Linked DNA regions of Hordeum vulgare: region 2 is linked to region 1. Evidence: chromatin contacts called from public Hi-C data. All regions are on one chromosome and are shown on one strand. The core of a region is the stretch at or near the end of the contact, and the rest is flanking DNA. Distances in the headings are between cores, read along the strand shown.

What was found. A called contact is a pair of places that touch in the nucleus more often than the background predicts.
Region 2: a contact with region 1 is called in a Hi-C map of leaf, with 3 times the contacts expected there. The contact joins two enhancer-like sites. A contact is called at or near these places in 4 of 6 Hi-C or Micro-C datasets (leaf and seedling).

The regions. Positions count from the first base shown.
Region 1 is chr5H:15,801,156-15,807,579 of MorexV3_pseudomolecules_assembly, forward strand. No RefSeq gene overlaps it. Among protein-coding and RNA genes, the nearest start is that of LOC123395880, 19 kb to the left of the region's middle. Within about 2 kb of position 3,451, at least 2 of the 3 cell types and tissues checked have open chromatin away from gene starts, as enhancers often do. A contact at or near this core is called in leaf, where this site is marked.
Region 2 is chr5H:15,968,701-15,975,071 of MorexV3_pseudomolecules_assembly, forward strand. No RefSeq gene overlaps it. Among protein-coding and RNA genes, the nearest start is that of LOC123395880, 190 kb to the left of the region's middle. Within about 2 kb of position 1,516, at least 3 of the 3 cell types and tissues checked have open chromatin away from gene starts, as enhancers often do. A contact at or near this core is called in leaf, where this site is marked.

The DNA.
Region 1 (6,424 bases), core at 2,201-4,700:
CATCCGTCCTATATATCAATCTTTACCTCCGGACCATTCCGGAGCACCTCGTGACGTCTGGGATCTCATCCAGGACCCCGAACAACTTTCTATAACCTCATAGAACAATTCCCTATAACCCTAGCGTCATCGAACCTTAAGTGTGTAGACCCTACGGGTTCGGGAGACAGGTAGACATCACCGAGACACCTCTCTGGCCAATAACCATCAGCGGGGTCTGGATACCCATGGTGGCTCCCACTTGCTCCATGATGATCTCATCGGATGAACCACGATGTCAAGGATTCAATCAATCCCGTATACAATTCCTTTTGTCTGTCGGTATAGAACTTGCCCGAGATTCGATCGTCGGTATACCTATACCTTGTTCAATCTCGTTACCGGTAAGTCTCTTTACTCGTTCCGTAGCACGTCATCGTGTGACTAACTCCTTAGTCACATTGAGCTCATGATGATGTTCTACCGAGTGGGCCCAGAGATACCTCTCCGTCACACGGAGTGACAAATCCTGATCTTGATTCGTGCCAACCCAACAGATACTTTCGGAGGTACCCGTAGTGCACCTTTATAGTCACCCAGTTACGTTGTGACGTTTGATACACCCAAAGCACTCCTACGGTATCCGGGAGTTGCACAATCTCACGATCGAAGGAAAAGACACTTGACATTAGAAAAGCTTTAGCATACGAACAATACGATCTAGTGCCACGCTTAGGATTGAGTCTTGTCCATCACATCATTCTCCCAATGATGTGATCCCGTTATCAATGACATCTAATGCCCATGACCAGAAAACCATGATCATCTATCGACTAACGAGCTAGCCAACTAGAGGCTTGCTAGGGACACATTGTGATATATTTATTCATACATGTATTACTGTTTCCTGTTAATACAATTATAGCATGAACAATAGACAATTATCATGAACAAGGAAATATGATAATAACCATTTTATTGTTGCCTCTAGGGCATATTTCCAACAAGGAGTACTATATAGGTACTACTATGGGTTCGTAAGTTCTAAAAAACTACTCATACATAATCATGAAGATAGCAAGGTTGACGAAGAGGCATCTAACAAGGGCGTTCCCCCCACTGCAAGGCTCCTGCATAGGGCTCCATTTAGATCAGATAAACAAGGCTTGCGGTGGCGATAAAAAATTATGAAGGTACGATGGATGGTTTCAACATTTATAAGGAATTATGGCGATGGAAATAGGTGAAGAAGCTGATTGTGGGCCTCTAACAAGCAAGGGGCGCGACCACCCCCATGGCCACGCCACCTATCCGTGTGGGTCTGTTGTGGCTCGCCTCAATCTCTCCTAAAGTTTCTAGTGTTTGTTATTGTCGAAAACCGATCGTGTTAAATTGACAACGTATTATTACTTCCGTAGATATTGATTTCCTTCAAAGCCAAAAACAAACGAGCAACAGAAACTGGCACTGCCATCTAACTAATACGTTATTGCATAAAAACAATATATATTTTTTTAAAAAATATATAAAAATATATAATTACATGAAACAATTATAAATTATAGATACACCGTTTCAGACATATCATGCACCTAAAGCTGCGAAAAGGGGTCAACTCGGTCATCCTATGTACATTGAGGTGCATATGGCTTGAGAGGAACCTGAGGGTGTTCCAAGATGAATCTTGCCTACCTCCGGTTGTGTTTGAAACAATATATAATATGTGCCATGAACGGGTGAAGGTGGGTAACGATAGTCTAAAGTGAGTGATCGCCTAGTTTCTTTCCTTGGTGGGGTATTGGTCCAGGGGCTGCCTCTGAGCGCCTACTAGACCAAATCTTGTAATTCCATGTTTTTCTCTCTGCCATATTACATAGGCACACAAATCTCATACATGTTGTTGAAAAAATTGGTTTCCCTAACCGTATGCCCAGTAGTTTTACGTTTCCATATACCTTTCACTAGGCAGTTCATAAACTTGAAAATATTCAAATTACCGGTGTTCATCTGGTTTTTCATTAATTAACAAAACAATCTCTTCTGCTTAATCAATTGATGAGGCAAATGTTTACCACCGTGTATCAGTTATTTATTGTTTAATTAACTTAGAGTTCTCCTTAAGCTGGTATACCTAATTAGAACACTATAACCGGAACTTTTATATCCATCTCAAACGTCCGAACAGACCGTTCGAAACGTGATCGGTCACAAATACGCGACCCAACCGAACCCCTTATAGCCGTCTCAAACGTCCGGACTGTCCGACACCACTCATATCCATCTCAAATATGCTGAGGATGATACGAGGGCTCGCGGACGCGTTCGGACATGCCCGATCAATCCGCTACGTAGGACATGTGACCATCCCGGACCACCTTTTCTCTTCCTTCCTTCATTCCTTTCTTTGCTAAGTCCTTCTTTTCTCATCCTAGACCGTTCGAAAAAATAAGGGTTGAGAACAAACACGCTCGGTCACTTACCTGACGCGTCCAAAAATGTATACAAGGTCATATTTGCTAAGTCCTTGATGCTCTTAGCTAATATACTCAGACCACTGTCAAAGTATACAGAAAAAAACGAAGTCTCGTACACACACTAACCACTAGGGATATTGGCATATATATATATATATATATATATATATATATATATATATATATATATATATATATATATATATATATATATATATAATCGAAAGCAATAAAGATCTTTCTTTTGCTCGGTTTATTTTTTGTACGGTTCATACTCCACTTATAAATTAAGAATAAACCGCTCTTCTGCTGGGTTAAAAGAGAGCAGTTGACATTTTGATAAGAAACAATGGTCGGAGCACGTTTGACATATCCTACGTATGTCAACCAACGTGCACCCAACATTTGTTTCGCAGGTGTAAAAAGGCACTCAAAAAATACCACTTTCTCAGTCAAATGAACAGCAAATTTGTATGGGAGTGGCAAGAGCACTTGGTGACCTCACTGGGACACGTGGCAGTGCCTGGTGTGAGCACCAATCATATGTCGCCACGCATTAGTTGTTGAAAATACCTATATTCTCTGTGTGAAAGCACACGTTCCCACTTATCAGCTACAAATTCTGGATGCTCAGGCATATGCGTTACCCGCAAAGGAAAAGAAAACATCGTTTATGGGTTACTTTGGGATTATTTTGGGCTGAATTTGCTGTCCATTTTAAGGACAATTAACTAACTAATTTAATTACATCTGACTAGTCTTTGAATCTAGAAGGTGATATTGGTGCAAATAATGATATTTGTGCGTGTGTGGTGCCTTACGTGCTAGTTTTGCTTTTGTCTCATCCATCACATCTCTAATAAAATTTTTGCTTGGAAACCTGGCAAATAGCGGCTCGTGGAGGCCCCGACACGTGCATTCAGATGTGTACGTGGCCCATGCATGGCTTCATCGACAAGTGCAGTTCACCTGATCATCAGCTAAGTGCCAACAATTATGGTGACCAGACTAGCTAGCTATGTATAGTGCCTGATGACGCAAGTATGTCCTACATACACATAAAGGCAACACTGTTCGTCGTCTACCAACTTTAACATGCGAATTGTCAAAATGTTGAGCTGCTAGCCACCAACAGTGCCGTCATAACACCGTCGCTACAGCATGTCGTTTTGCTTTTGTTTTGTTTCGGTATATATGCGTATGCAAAATTCTTGGTTATATATGACCGATTGATAGGTGTGGTGTTCGTTAGTAGTAGAAAACAGAATTTTAGTCACGATTGATAACGACCTTTAGTGTCGGGTCATTAACCGGGATTAAAGGATGAGAACTAAAAACACTCATTCTTTAGTCTTCTATTGGTTACAACCCGGGACTAATGTCCCTTCACGTGGCCGCAAGCGTGTGCTGGGGTTGAAGGACCTTTACTCCCGATTGATGACACCAACCGGTATTAAGGATTTTATGTTTTTTTATGTTGGGTTTTATGGTTTAGAGTTTATTTTCATTTTGTGTTTTTCATCTAATTTTTTTTCATTTCAAACATATTTTACGCTACTGCTACTATGTAATGTACACGTTGATGCATATATAATAATTTTTTTGTACGATATATATATATATATATATATATATATATATATATATATATATATATATATATATATATATATATGGACACACACACACAATTTGGTATATGCAATTTCTTCTACAATTTGGAGATCATTACATGCAGGCATTAGCGGTAATGGTATTCTCCTCTGCAGATATGACTTCCGTACGCAAAAATTCCGCAATTTCCTCTTGAATTGCTCGTAGGCGGTTCTCTGGCAAGAGCTTCTTCCGCATGTCTTCCATCTTTAAAGAATGAGATCAATATAGATATATTAGTTGTGTGTGTATATATTTGATCATCATAAAAAAATGTGAATAATGTTTACGAAGTTGTCTCACATCTCTGCACCATTCGGTCGCCCTATGAATGCTCTCGCAGACCTAGTATGCACATAAATTACTCCCCTGTTTCTGCCTCATGCATTTTGCGAGAATAAAATTTAATCAGATAATAATAAAGCATGATAATGGTATTGAAACTATAATTAAAGAGATCCGCGAACCTAGCTAGTACTACTTAATTACCTTGGAAAGTCGCCAACATAGCTCCGGTTTCCATTCACCACCAACATCATTGATGAACCGTTTCCAAGCCCTGCTCCGCAAACAAAATTAATAAAGAAGTTACTAATTCCTTGATATAAGGAAATGAATGAAAGAGGCCGATATAGCCCGATAATGATTGAAATTACCTGTCGAGCATCCAAACCACGCTGGTGTATTCTCGAGGGTCTTTACCTAGTATGTCCATGGTGTCAACAGTTCCAGCGTCAACTTTAATTATTATCAGGATCTAGTGGTACCTGCATACATTGATATAAGCAGGCATGCATAACTCATCAACTACACTTAACATCAAGTAAGCAAAATAGAATTTGTAGTACAAGACAGTAACACTCACTTGAAGTTTGAAAGAAAATAGTATTTCTGTTCTGGTATTTTGTGCCTTTAAAAACCTTAGCAAGTTATCGTCTAAGTCTTTGGGGTGGTCTTGTATCATTTTTTCATTAATGATATATGGGTCAACGAACCCAATGTCATAGATTCTCTATCTTTTGCATTCGAGAATCTTCATTGTGCAAAATAGCATATAAAAGAATATAGTGAGGCTAATTATAAGCAATGAATGAGGTGAGCTAGAGACTTAAATTACAGAAAGAAATCACTTAGAGATAATAGCAACTAACGATAGATTTGTCGAGTGAGTCTTGATTGTATAACTGAAAAAGTTTGTCAAACTCAATGCATAGCTCGTTTTCATAGAAGTAATGCTCTTCCTTCACTTTCACCATGAGCATCACTGATACTTGTGATCCGCATTAGGTTTTCCGTGAAGAGGAACGTGTTATCGCAGCAAAATGTGGATAAGTTTTTCCCTCAGTTATGAAACCAAAGTTTATCGAACCAATAGGAATATCAACCACCCGTCTTCAGCGGCTCCACACAAAATAACAAACAACTTGAACCCAACGCGGGCAAGAGGGTTGTCATTATTCCCCTTGGTCTCGTTATTTGCAAGCAATTGAGATGTGTAGATAATTGTAAATTGCAAAATAAAATGAAAACAAGTAAATTGCGGCATGGTATTGATGGTTTTGTAAATATATGGTGAATAGACCTGGGGCCATTAATCTCCCTAATGGCATGTCTCATGAAAACAACATACGATGGGTAGAAAAATTACTGTTGAGTAACCGGTAGAAAAACGGATAGTTATGCAATATTCAAGGGATCACGTATATATAGGCATCACATCCACAAACAAATAGCCCGACTCCTGTCTGCACATATTACTATTACTCCACTCATCGACCGCTATCCAGCATGCATCTAGAGTATTAAGTAAAACATAGTAATGCATGGAGAACAATGACATGATGTAGACAAAGTAAACTCAAGCAATATGAAGAAACCCACCATGTTATCCTTAGTAGGAGCAACACAAAGAAGCATCTTGTCCCCTTCTATCACTGGGATATAGAAATTCGCAAGGTTGAACGTACTAGAATGCACCTCTCTCACCGAAGAAATATCAATCTAGTTGGCAAAACTATTTCATTAGATCACAGAGAATTACGAAGCTATCATAATCATGCACATAAGAATCATATTAGTATTTAGAGTAGACTCAAATATTTAACATGAATAATCTGAACATAAACCCACAATTCAACGGACCCCAACAAACGCACCGCAAAAAAGGATTACATCATATGGATCAAAGTGAAGATGCAATGATCGTTGTATTGACGATCATGAGAGAGAGATTGCCATCTAGGTACTAGCGATGGACCCGTAGGTCTGTGGTGAACTACTCACACATCATCATGAAGGCAGCAAGGTTGATGAAGAGG
Region 2 (6,371 bases), core at 266-2,765, 170 kb after region 1:
GACACATCCATGCGTGTGTCGAGCAAACCACGCATGCATGCATGCATTTTGTTGTGATCGAGCTTGGGCGGGGACCCTGCGGCGGACGGCCGGCCTGCCGGCCGGTCCCGCGCGCCAACGAACGACGGACCGTCCGCCGTCTGTCCGTCCGGCCGATCAGACGTACGCCGGCGCCCGCGCGCGCACATGGAGTCACATGGACGCTATCTGCAACCACCTCAGCGTCGGCCGGTCGACCTCGACCATCGACCTCCATGTCCATCTCATGCATGGATGAAGATGGAAGATCGTGGCAACCTGCACATCTCACGCACATGTACGTGCATGACTACAAGTCCCCATTAATTATCGATCGACATCGACTGCCTGACTACTCAGCTGGTCTATTACACACGTACGACCCTCCTGCCGCCATCATTTGAGCGGCAAATCGCCGCGCGCTAATGATCTTCTAATCATATGATCACTTTTATAATCATATCATGGGCATCATGATTGCCCTCCAGAAGATTCCTCTGTGTAAAATGCACACCTGAATTATTGATCGTACATTCCAAACGCTAACCTTGCTATCCTGATATTTGCTTGTTTATATTCATTTATTAATAACAGTTTAAGTGTGCATCATTTGCAGCAGATCATGCATGTGGCAAGTGGCCCACGGAGCTACCTCAGTCTGGTCTGGTCCCTGCATATAGTTCAATCTCTCTCACGCGTACGTACATCGCAAATTGGGCATATTGGGCCTACCGAAATCAAGGTTTTTGGAATCTTTCTCCCTTCATCAGATGGAGTACCAACCTTTGGTCTCTGGTACCGGAAAAAACTACCAACTGCCACACAGAGTAGAGAGTACCTACCGGCTACCGGTCCGATCTCACCTGCAGCCTGCCGCTTCTTTAATTGCAGTATCATGCACTGACCGGTACCATCATTATGGAAACTGTTGCCTCTGATGTTTACATGTGAGACCATGAAGAGCATGTCAGAGGAACGCCACTGGTACTAATTATATAGCTAAAACCCATTGGCTGATTGGAGAAATACCAGATATATGTTGATGCCGTCGTTTTTCAATTGCCAAGTAGGATATACATAATGCATGGAAAGACAGGTACTCTCTCCGGCCGGAAATTACTTGTTGCATAAATAGATAAAAATAAATATATCTAGAACTAAAAATATCTAGATAAATCCATTCTTATGACAAGTATTTTCAAACGGAAATATATAATACTCCCTCTGTAAACTACTATAAAAGCATTTAGAATACTACTTTAGTAATCTAATTAAACACTCTTATATTAATTTACAGAGGGTGTAGTATGTATGCACACATGGATGAGCTAATACAGTGATACTGGACAAAATCAAAGTTGACTCATCACCAACCGAAGAAGGAGAAGGACAAGAACATGCACACATGCGTACACTTGCATATCTGTGGTACTATACACAGTAGATAAACCTCACAACTTGCAAGAAATTAATACATGGAGTCACTAGCTACCATTGCAAGTTGCAAGATTTTTCCTTTCCTAATACCCTCAGGTCCGATTAAGAAAATGATTTTGGTGGATATACACTGCAAGCTAGTCTGCATCCACCGGCCCACACGTACGCTGAACAGTTCTACCAGATCGACCGAAGCCAGCCCATGAGGTGCGGGTCCAAGCCATATGATGATGCATGTCGTTCCTCCCTAGATATTTCTTATGGTGATGCATGCGTGCATGCAATTTCTATATACCTCCATCAACGAAAGAGTTTTTACTTGTACATCGTACTCCCTTCGTTTTTAAATACTTTTTTATTTTTTTACTATAAACTACATATGAATGTATATAAATATATTTTATAATATAGATTTACTAATTTTATCGGGTCAATAATTTCTTAATGAACTCTCTCATTCCATTCTTTTAATTCACTATTCTCCTTAATTTTGAGCTCTCCTATTTGATTAAGGTATTTAATTTATTTGGTTCATATTTTGACGGTGTCAATGATTATTTTTAACAAATAACATCGACCAACTTATAGAAACATATCAATCTCACGCACCACCGCACCACATAGAAAAAAGAAGTGGAAACATGAAGCCATTGATGTAGAAAATTTCACCACATAGGTATGGATTGTTTAGCTGATAACCCAGAATCACACCGTGCAAAGCCCCATAACACCGCATTATAAATAAATGTAAAAAACACTCCCTCATCTTCCGAACTCGCCAAACCAAATACCCAATCGGTTCAAAAATATAAATCATATTTGTTTTTCAAAAGAGGAATTTCTTTAACTTGCACTAAATCCATTTCGTGATGAAGCCAATGACATTGATTTGACATTTTTTTACAAATTTGGTGAAACTTAGAGGTTTGCCTTTTCAAAAAAAACAAATGCACCTAATATTTTCAAATAGGGAGAGTAATTTTCTTATGAAAATTCAATAGCACCAACGGCGCAGCAAAGCGCGTCCAATTCTTCTAGTTTGTGCGTACCATGTTTAAAAAGTATCGGTTACGTATTAGTGCAGGATATGATTGATTTGTTCGACACGTTTCAACCGGTAATCATCCATGGAGATGATCAAATCAACCATGCACAGTCAGCGACTGGATCGAGGGGTACCTGCAGCCATTGCTCCTACGCCTCTACTGGTGGAGTTTATACTTTTCACCGTCTAAAACGGGTGAGAGAGAGAGAGAGAGAAAGAGGCAGATGGTTGGAAAGGCGTGTTTCTCCTGGTTGAAAAGGCGTTGGCCCGTCGGTACGTGGTCTCCGTCGTAAGCGTATGCGTCACTCACTCACTCACTCAAAAGCGCATGCATGCATATGTTGCGTGGTTTAGTCACCGGTGAATATTTGGAGACCCGTCGGTCAATGCATGTGCTTGATTACAGACACGGTCGGTTAGTTGGGGCCCGCACGACGGACGGCGACGCCCGACCAGCCACCGGCCGCAAACGCGCGGGTATACGACGTACGTACGTACCCTTGAACCGTGGAGGGGCATGCATGCATGGTGCATGTACTCGTACGTCCACGTAGATCACTAACCTCGGCCGGCCCTTGGCATGATGCATGTCGGATGCATGGCTCGGCGTCGGCGCACGTGATTAGTAAGCCTATACGTACGCGCGGCTGGTCCGGGAACGGCGCGCGGTCGGCCGCCGACGAAGGTACGTACTTCTCCGGCTGCCGGCCGCCGGCCCACGTCAATCGACGTGCGTATGTGCATGCGTAGGATCCACAGTTCACGCATGCATGTTGCTCATTTTTTTAGCTACATTTTCTACGGTCAAATGCAACTTCAGTGCGTTCTTTTGTGGTGAGTAGTTCCGACCAAGCCAAGTAGAATTGAACCAGCACGGTCCACGGCCGTACCACAAGCCAATATTCCTAGGCATGATAGCTTGCATGACAATCTAAAATTGTCCACATTATATTCCCCCTGGATAACAAGGCCAACTTGAGCAGGTGCGTAGTCTCATAGTGCTTGGTCAGTTTTGACTTGCCTGTGTTGAACCTTGCACACCAAGTATCATCCGTTCTACCGAATACCTACATAATGACTTTGACATACATGCTATATGTAAGTTGGAGTATCATTTCAGCTAGAGAGGGCAAAGTGTGACAGGACTCCGTAACTTCATTCTAGTATAAATGGCTGATGAGTACTGTCTGAGCCAACACTAAGATTGAACATGCATACATGTAGTCTCTTTTGTAATTAACTCCATATTTTATTGTATGGCTGGTCACTGTGTAAAGTATCATACACATTGCATAGTATCATCATAAAGATATCATTTATTAGCATACATGATATGTACTAGTACATCATTTAGTATGATATACTATAATATTATGATACTCAGCTTAATGTGTCATCTCAGCAAAAACGCCTAGTTTATATGGGTGAAGTCAGAGCTGCGGTGTTGCAAGGCGACACGGCGGCAAATATGTCGGACCATGGGCAGTTTGGAGCCTGTCGGAACCAGAAGAGCTACTTTTGTGATCGATTGTTTCGTCTGGCCAATAGGGTCCTCGTGCCTTGTTCATGACGGATCATCCATGCCAAAATTCAAGTACCTTACTCAAGGAGACGCCATGAGTGATGACGATGGCATTGCAGGCAACATCAATGGTGTCCTCTCTTCAATGGTGGGTGGGGGTCTTGTGGGGGTTAGGTCGGTCGTGGCGCCCTTCTTTCTAGGCATGGTGCAACTGTTTTTGTTCGGGTTTTTTGCAAACTAAGTAGCTAATCTCTTCTGCTTTTTGACCTATGGTACTCTTGTTCACCACTCTAATATTATTATTGTCGAGTAGTAACAAGAAGTTGTCGTTTTGTCAATTGCTTTAATTATTACTATTTTCTTTTTACCAGCCATGCATGAGCCACACTTCCCTTGACACGATGTTTGGTCATGTGAATAGGCCTCGGCATAAAACTGTCCAACTAAAAACTAAATGGAAACCGAAACCGAAAAGGCCGAACTTTCGGTTTTTTAGTTTGTACAGAAAAATTCGGTTAGCTGGGCTACTAACCGAACCAAATTCGGTTGGTAAGTATACTTTTATTTACTTAAAAAGCTGGTTTTAGAGAAGTGATGTCAATTGCATGTCCAAGTTTCAATATGCCTTCTAGAAGAACATGCATTGTGGATTTTGTGAATCTTTATTTTGAAGAGAGAGCAAAGCTAAAACCATTTTTCAAACAACCATGTCAAAGAGTGTGTCTCACTACTCATGGTTGGACTTCTCAAACACAAGATTATTATATGACTATCACAACACATTTATATTGATCATAAATGGAATTTTTACAAGATCATTAGTTTTTTCCTAGTAAAAGGTCATAAAGGAGATGATATTGGAAAAGCCTTAGAGCAATTCTTGATGGAGTGGAGAATAAATAAAGTTATGACAATAAATGTTGATAATGCTAGCGCGAATGATGGTGGTGTAGGTTACACACGAAAGAAAATGATCAAAACTGGAGTTAGCAGAAGTGGACGCATCCTAAATGAGCTTAGAACCTCCCTTACGCCATTCATGGTTTAGGCTCTTGTTTCTACACAAGATTGGCTAAGGAGGCCTATTACTGTCGACATTGAAGATGCGGAGGAATTGTTAATCTTGGAAAAGGGTAACATATTGTGATTGTTTTCTATACCATTTCTGTGTTTGTAACTTCCTATGCTTATTACATGTTTATTTCGTTATTTTCCAGAACTAAATGAAGAGTTTGGCAGTACAAATTCATCCAAGTCGAAGGCAAGCAATAGCAAGTCTGCAGGCCATCTGAAACTAGGCCATCTTGTCTGCCTTCATCCTCTACTTAAACGTTGGTGGGTTGCAAGAAATTATCCTCCTCTTCTTCATGTTTCTAGCTCTCATTTTCTTCTAAAGTATACCAACTTTGGTATATTGAAATGTTGATGTAATGCAATTGTTGTAGCACACGATTGACATCACCATAATGCTATTGTAATAGTCATCTCTTTCACACATGTTGCATTTGTCCCTTCATACAATGTTTCATGGTGTATAATTAAGAAGATGAAAAATAGAGCCATGTGGTTTCCTCATATATTTTTATGTCATGTGAATGCAAATGTTGTAATAAACCTCATGTATATGTCTCTGTGATGCAAATGTTGCTTTATGGACCTCATGTACTTTGTTTTCCAAATTCTAGGTATTCTATACTTCACCGGATTGCATTGTATTATCTATTGTGTGGTATCTACTATTCTATTTTAACCGTTTTTTGAACCATGTACAAAAAAAGGCAGATTGGCATCAGTTGGTTGGAACTTGGGAAGATGATCCTATTCATGAAGACATGTGAAGATGCTCATGTCCATGATGGCAAGTTGGGAGTCTTATCATTGGATGCTCTTAAATTACACTTCAATCTCTTATGTTTTTAAGTGTAATAATAAGTAAACTTGAACTTGGCTCAATTGGATGTGTGTTGTTGAACTTGGAGTTTGGTGAAGTCTTGTGTTGGAACATTCTTATCTATTGTCACTTATGAGTATCACTATGTGGTGAACGTTGTTTAATTTGGCTCGGTTGGTTATGCATGTGTCACTATTTTGAAATCCTTATATATGATATCATGTGATATTTGACAATACTATGATTTCGATATGTTCTACACATTTTACAAATTTGCGTGGTTATGTTGCCGAAATTTTTCTTTAATATATGCGTGCTGTGTTCTGGAAGGACATTCTTTGTACAGGTCATGAAATTATGTTAAACCAAAAAGCAAACCTAAAGAATTAGTTAACCGAAATTTCGGTTAGCTGAATTTTACTGTCAATTTCGGTTTCCACTTTTACAAACCGAATTCA